Regions from separate parts of the Ovis aries genome. Here region 2 is linked to region 1. Evidence: chromatin contacts called from public Hi-C data. All regions are on one chromosome and are shown on one strand. Each heading gives the region's core, a stretch centred on a gene start, on an enhancer-like site or on the middle of the called end of the contact. The rest is flanking DNA. Distances are from core to core; before and after follow the strand shown.

What was found. Hi-C and Micro-C count contacts between places; a contact is called where the count stands out from the background.
Region 2: a Hi-C map of hypothalamus shows a contact between it and region 1, with 4 times the contacts expected there. The contact joins the enhancer-like site here to the promoter of SLC27A4 in region 1. A contact is called at or near these places in 5 of 16 Hi-C or Micro-C datasets (hypothalamus, liver, mixed tissues and 2 more).

The regions. Positions count from the first base shown.
Region 1 is chr3:7,956,631-7,959,839 of ARS-UI_Ramb_v3.0, reverse strand. SLC27A4 (solute carrier family 27 member 4) reads left to right here and starts at 1,419. Exons shown (of 13, transcript XM_015094163.4): 1 at 1,419-1,756; 2 at 3,053-3,209. The coding sequence starts at 3,059. TRNAR-UCU (transfer RNA arginine (anticodon UCU)) reads right to left here and starts at 1,104; the gene lies at 1,014-1,104.
Region 2 is chr3:8,002,816-8,005,766 of ARS-UI_Ramb_v3.0, reverse strand. No RefSeq gene overlaps it. Among named protein-coding and RNA genes, the nearest start is that of SWI5, 7.7 kb to the left of the region's middle. Within about 2 kb of position 1,631, at least 8 of the 54 cell types and tissues checked have an H3K27ac peak or open chromatin away from gene starts, as enhancers often do. A contact at or near this core is called in hypothalamus, where this site is marked.

The DNA of each region.
Region 1 (3,209 bases), core at 170-2,669:
GTTCCCTGACAAGTAATCGAACTCAGGCCCTCTGCATCAGGAGCTTGGAGTCTTAGCCACTAACCTACCAGGAAGTCCCCCCAATTGTCATTTTTTGTTTCTATAAACAGGCTCTGAAAATTGTCCCTCCTCACTTTTAAGGACTTGGACTGAATTAAGGGATTGAGGAGGGATTTATCTTTTTTAAGTTAAAAAAAAAACTTTAGTTATTTTAAATTGAAGGATAATTGCTTTACAGTACTGTGTTGGTTTCTGACAAACATCAACATGAATCAGCCATAGGTATACATGTGTCCCCTTCCTCTGGAACCTCGCTCCGGATTAAGGGATCTATTTAACAACAAGTGGCAACTGTGGATGCCCAACATGTTTCATTATCAAGGAGCCCAGTTTTGAGAGGTCCAGAGTGACACAGGGTGGGGAAGTTGGCAGGGGGCCCAGGCCTGGGCAGGTGCCACGACAAATGTGGTCATACTCTTCAGGGGCCAAAGATTTATAGAGGTCTCCAGGTCCGTGCCCTTTGTACTTACTACCAAATATGCCAGGTTGCTTTCAAGGTAGCAAGGATAGCAAAGGGTTCCTACGCAGCACTCCAGGGGCCAAGTTTATTGCCGTCCCAGAAGCACTGGCTAGCCTGAGGTCTGCAGGAGCGTGGGGGGTGGGTTGTGAACCTCATGGCACTCAGTTCAGTCAACTTCAGTCACTCAGTCGTGTCTGACTCTTTGCGACCCCATGGACGGCAGCATGCCAGGCCTCCCTGTCCATCACCACCTCCCTTACTCAAACTCATGTCTATCGAGTTGGTGATGCCATCCAACCATCTCATCCTCTGCGTCCCCTTCTCCTCCCGCCTTCAACCTTTCCCAGGATCAGGGTCTTTTCAAATGAGTTATTTCTTCGCATCAGGTGGCCAAAGTATTGTAGTTTTTCAGCTTCAGCATCAGTCCTTCCTTCTTATGGCACTGGAGGCCACAAAATATCCCACTGGAAGTGAGAAAGGAGCCGTCAAAATTCGACTCTGGTGGGACTCGAACCCACAACCTTTGAATAGCCACACCCAGGCCAGCTAGAAGTCCAATGCGCTATCCATTGCGCCACAGAGCCGGTTGCCTATCCTCCCCCGCGCCGGCATATCTCTGCCTGAAAACCCGCCCTTGTAGCGCCCTGCTAGGGGCCTTTGCCGAACTCTTTGTCAGTGTCTGGGCGCAGATCCCCGGAATCCCCGCCAGTGGCTCGGTGGGGTGGGGAGGGGTGCTCTCCCCCACGTCCGGGCGCCCACGAGTTGTGGGCAGTGGGGGTCCAGGAAGAGCCCGCCTGTCTCCTCCCGGCCTGGCGGGGGCGCGCGGCGCGCGAACTACAATCCCCAGCGTGCGGCGGGGCGCCCCGCCCGAGGCCGTCGCGCGCGTAGGGGGCGGGCTGAGTCCGGCGGAGCCGGGCGCTCAGAGGCTGCGGGGCACCGGCCGGCTCTGCGGCTCGCTCGCCCGTGGGCAAGGCGCCGGAGGAGGTGTCGCCGGCCGGCGTAGCCGGTTTGGATGGCGAGAGGCGGGCGGGGGAGGAGCGCCGCGGGCGGGCGGGGCCGGGCGGCGGGCGGAGCCGGCCGAGTGGCCAGGGCCAGCCGAGGCGCAAAGCCGGCAAAGCGCTGCTGAGAACCTGCTCCGCGCGCCCAGGAGCGGCCGATGCGCGCCGCGTTCCCTACTCTGCTACAGCCGGCGGGCCGCATCTGGACAGGGTGCCCCGCGGCGGGGGCTGACGCCAGGTGAGCACAGGCCAGAACAATGGGTCTCCGGGCGAGAGAATGCGCCCGGTCGGGTCCGGGGGAGGTGGCAGTACCGGCTTGGGCTGGGGGCGGGGGGAAGGGGAAACGGGGCGCGCCCTACTGCTCTGTCTCCTTGCCGGGCGCTCTGTTACCCTGGCTTTTTAGGGGCCGGTGCGATCCGTAATGACCTGGGATCGCGGCCCCGGCCGATCTGGGCATCCCGTTCCTTCCTCGAACACAACCCTCAGCCTTTCGGGACGGTCTCGCCTTCTGCCCTGACGGACTCTGGGAGACCACAGTTCTGGGGACCTTGGAGACCTTTGGCATTGGAGTTGGAGGCGCTGGTGCAGTCCTCCTCCTGGCTTTTGCTTTTCCTGAGGCGGAGAGGGGAGATGGTCTAAGGGTCCGGACCATGTCTTCATCCTGGCTTGGAGAATCTCAGGCTACCTCATAGCCGTGACCTTCAGCCCCTCCCCAGGATTAGGAGAGCCTGAAGGCAAACAGCCCAGTCGGCTGTCCCTTGAGCAAGTCTGAAAAGTGCTAGGAATAGAGTCCGAGAGCCCTAATCTCAGCCCTGCCAGCTGTTCCTCTTCCCTTAAGCCCCAGTTCCCGAAGAGTCATCAGAGTGGCTTGCTGAGTGTGTTTGTGGGGGTGCCTTCAAGGCCTTCTTTCTCTCAATACTTTTCTCCTCTGGGCAATCACCTCTCTGGCACCTCCAGGCTCTTACCTGTTTTCTCCATCGCCCCCTGTGGGCCAGCAGAGGCATGGTGCTCCCAGGCCTAAGGGCAGGGACTGAGCAAGGCCCTTTCCCAAGAAGCTGCCTCTCTGGGTGTTGTGGCTTGGCCTCATCATCCACAGAAACTCCCTAGGTCTTCGAGTGGGAAGTCGAGCCAGAGGCACTTAAGTCAATACCAAGCCATTTTGGTTGGGATCCTAGATGTCAGGCGAGTAGACTGTCCTCTGAGACCAATGGTCATTACACCCATTGCACAGAGGGGAAGACTAAGGACTAAAGTGGGAAAGGGACTTGTCCAAGATCATTCAGAGAGTCCTAGGCAGAGATGGGACTGGGAGGCTAGAACCAGCCCCTGACCCGCAACCCAGCTCCTTACCTCAAGTCCAGGCCTTTAGCCTGACCCTTCCAGACTGTCCTGGGATGGGACCCAGTCCTCAGCTACCCTACTCCATCTGAACTCACTACACATTGACCATCTGAGATGATAGTGTCCTGGCTGCCCCGGGCCAGGAGGTAGGGCACCCAGGCACTTGGATCCACTGACTGCCCTGTGCCCACAGGCCACAATGCTGCTTGGGGCGTCTCTGTTGGGGGTGCTGCTGTTCTCCCGGCTGGTGCTGAAACTGCCCTGGACCCAAGTGGGGTTCTCCCTGTTCTTCCTCTACCTGGGGTCTGGCGGCTGGCGCTTCATCCGAATCTTTATCAAGACTGTCAGGC
Region 2 (2,951 bases), core at 382-2,881, 46 kb before region 1:
ACACCTGGGAAATGAAGCTGAGCACCCGGATATGTGATGGGGACTAGCCCACTCCAGTGTTCTTGCCTGGAGAATCCCAGGGACGGGGAAGCCTGGTGGGCTGCCATCTATGGGGTCACACAGAGTCAGACATGACTGAAGTGACTTAGCAGCAGCAGAAGCTGCTGTTGGAGCCACAAGTACTACCTCCAAAGAGTGCTTCAGGGATTTAATGAGCAACTGCCTAGGACCCAGAGCCTGGGAACGTGAGTCCAGCTCCCCTTTAATGCTGGACAGCACCTTGTCCTGCTCAGGAGCCGGCATGACCCAGGCCCACACTCTGGTCCTGTTGCAGACTGCAGACAATTGGCTTGTTCTGCCTCTGTCTAAACAAAAAGGACCTGGGTCTCTGCCACACAGCGCTTATCTGCCAGCAGGAAGGAAGAAGCACTGACAGGGACTTCCCTGCTGGTCCAGTGGCTAAGACTACATGTTCCCAATGCAGGGGACCCGGGTTTGATCCCTGCTTGGAGAACTAAGAGTTCACTTGCCTCAGCTAAAGATCCCAAGTGCCACATACAGCATCCAAAGCTGTTACACCGTCATCAACACAGCAGTTACAGGACCATGTCTCCACACCTCCACCACTTCTTACTTGCTTAATTCCCAATCTAGCTCATGTTGACCTTTCTGTAGTTAATTGATCCTTTTATTTCTCTTGCCTCATTTTGGTAATTTCAAATCTTATTTTTTTTTTTATAGAGAGTTTAGAAATACTTTTATTTTTATTATTTTTTTTAATCAAATCTTATAACAAGATATCTTAACCTTTTTCCTTTATACTAGTTATATTGCTTGACTCTAACCTTATCTTCAATTTCAAAAATTACTAGAGAGTAAGGACACTTCTCCCTAGTCCACTAAAACCCCTGCCTCTTCACATTTTGTCGTGTTTTCTTTTGTTCATGTCTTCGTCAACTAGCTTGTGGGATCCTAGTTTCCCAGCCAGGGATGAACCCTGGGCCCCAGGGCAGTGAGCACGCAAAGCCCTAACCACTGAACCACCAGGGAATTCGCCCTGTCTCTTTGCAAATTATAGATCTCTAACAATTATGCGTTTGTTTTCTTTTTTTTTTTTTTTAAGACTGTATTTTGTTTGTCTTTGGCTGCACTGGGTCTTCGTTGCCGCCCATGGGCTTTCTCCAGGTGCAGTGGCTGCGCTTCCCATCGCGGCGGCTTCTCTTGTTGCAGAGCACGGGCTCTAGGCACACGGGCTCAGCAGTTGTGGAACACGGGCTTAGTTTCCCCAGGGCTTGTGGGATCTTCCCAGATGAAGGATCGAACCCGTGTTCCCTGCCTTAGCAGGAGGATTCTCAGCCACTGGACCACCAGGGAAGTCCTATGTGCCTGATTTCTGATGATTGCCCTGAGTTGTATTCTTCCAGAAGGCGATATAAGGCACTAAGGTAGGTTCCAAGTTCTCCAGTTGAGAAGGACTACGCTGCCAGTGCTCCAGAGACTTTTGCATTTGGGGCCAATTTTAAAGGCACCCTTGGAGGATGCTTGGAAAGAATAACCCAGGTCCCTTTGTGTGAGGTCAGCACTCCCAAGTGTCATGGTGAGAAGAGGCCTCAAGGGGGCAGTGTCTACTCAGAGATATGCCTAACTGCCAGGGAAGCTGCCTCTAGAAGGGCCCTGGCTGGGAAGGTCTGGTCCTACCAAGCCACTGGCCATAGATCCTCAGAGTGCCCCACAGAGAAGAGGGGGTTCTCTGTGGCAGAACGCCCCCGCCCCGAGTCTGAAGTGATCCCAACCGCCATCCCAGGCAGTAGGGAGCCAACTGGTGGTGGAATGCGGACAGTGACGGGTGCCATTGCTCAGGATGTGCCCAGATGGTGCTAGGAAGCAGGCTGCCAAGGACAACTGACACTGTGAGCATGGAAATGTTGTTTGATCACCTCCAGTGTAAACCTTACCCCGAAACATTTGTCATTTGACATGTCCACTGGAGTTCAAAACACTAACAAAGGGCAATCTGTATTGTCATCCCTGAGGGCTGAAAGGGGTCATTTCCGGGCCGCCTGACCTCACCAATGCAGTGTCACCAAACAGTAGGACACTCTGGGGAGGGGAGGAAGGCCAGACTGGGGCCCTCTTCTACGGGAGAATGGAGCCTGTGGGGCCCAGGCTTGATGCTTGGAGCCAGTGTGATGAAAGCGCTGGTTACCGTCAGGCACGTGGGTAGCAAATCAGGGGAAAGGTGACAACCAGCACCCAAACCAGTCAGAAGCTGAAGGTTTCCCCAGAGCAGGGTTGACGGCAGTAACAACCTAACATTTCTGAAACCCTTTGGATCATCTGGGAGATAAGAACTTCATCTCCAGCACCTCCCAACCAGACTGTCAGGAGGCAAGTGTCCCCATTTCCAAACTGAGGCTCCGAGGGGTGGAGCAACTTGCTCAAGGTCACAGACCCAAGAAGCAACCAAACTGTCTGGCTCCAAAGCCTAGCCGATGGCGGGCTGTCCTGCCTCCCAGCTGAGACTCACTAAAGGTCACACATTAATAGAAGGAGTCAGAACTTGAATCCAGAACTCTGAGCCTTTAAGCCCAAGGTCTTAGCCACAGATCTCTGCTGCTCTTCTTAAAAGTTGTACCTGGGATTTCCCCAGTGGCGCAGTGAATAAGAATCTACCTGCCGAAGCAGGACACACGGGTCTAATCCCTGAGCCACAACTACTAAGCCTGAGCTCTAGGGCCCACAAGTCACAAGTACTGAAGCCTGCGTGCCTAGGGCCTGTGCTCCGCAGCAAAAGAAGCCACGGCCATGAGAAGCCCTCGCGCCACAACTAAAGACCGTGCAAAGCGACAGAGACCCAGCATAGCCATAAATAAATAAATATTTTTTTTAAAAAAAGGTTATACCTGCCCAAGTGCTTCCCAGGTGGCGCTAGTGGAAAAGAACCTCCCTGC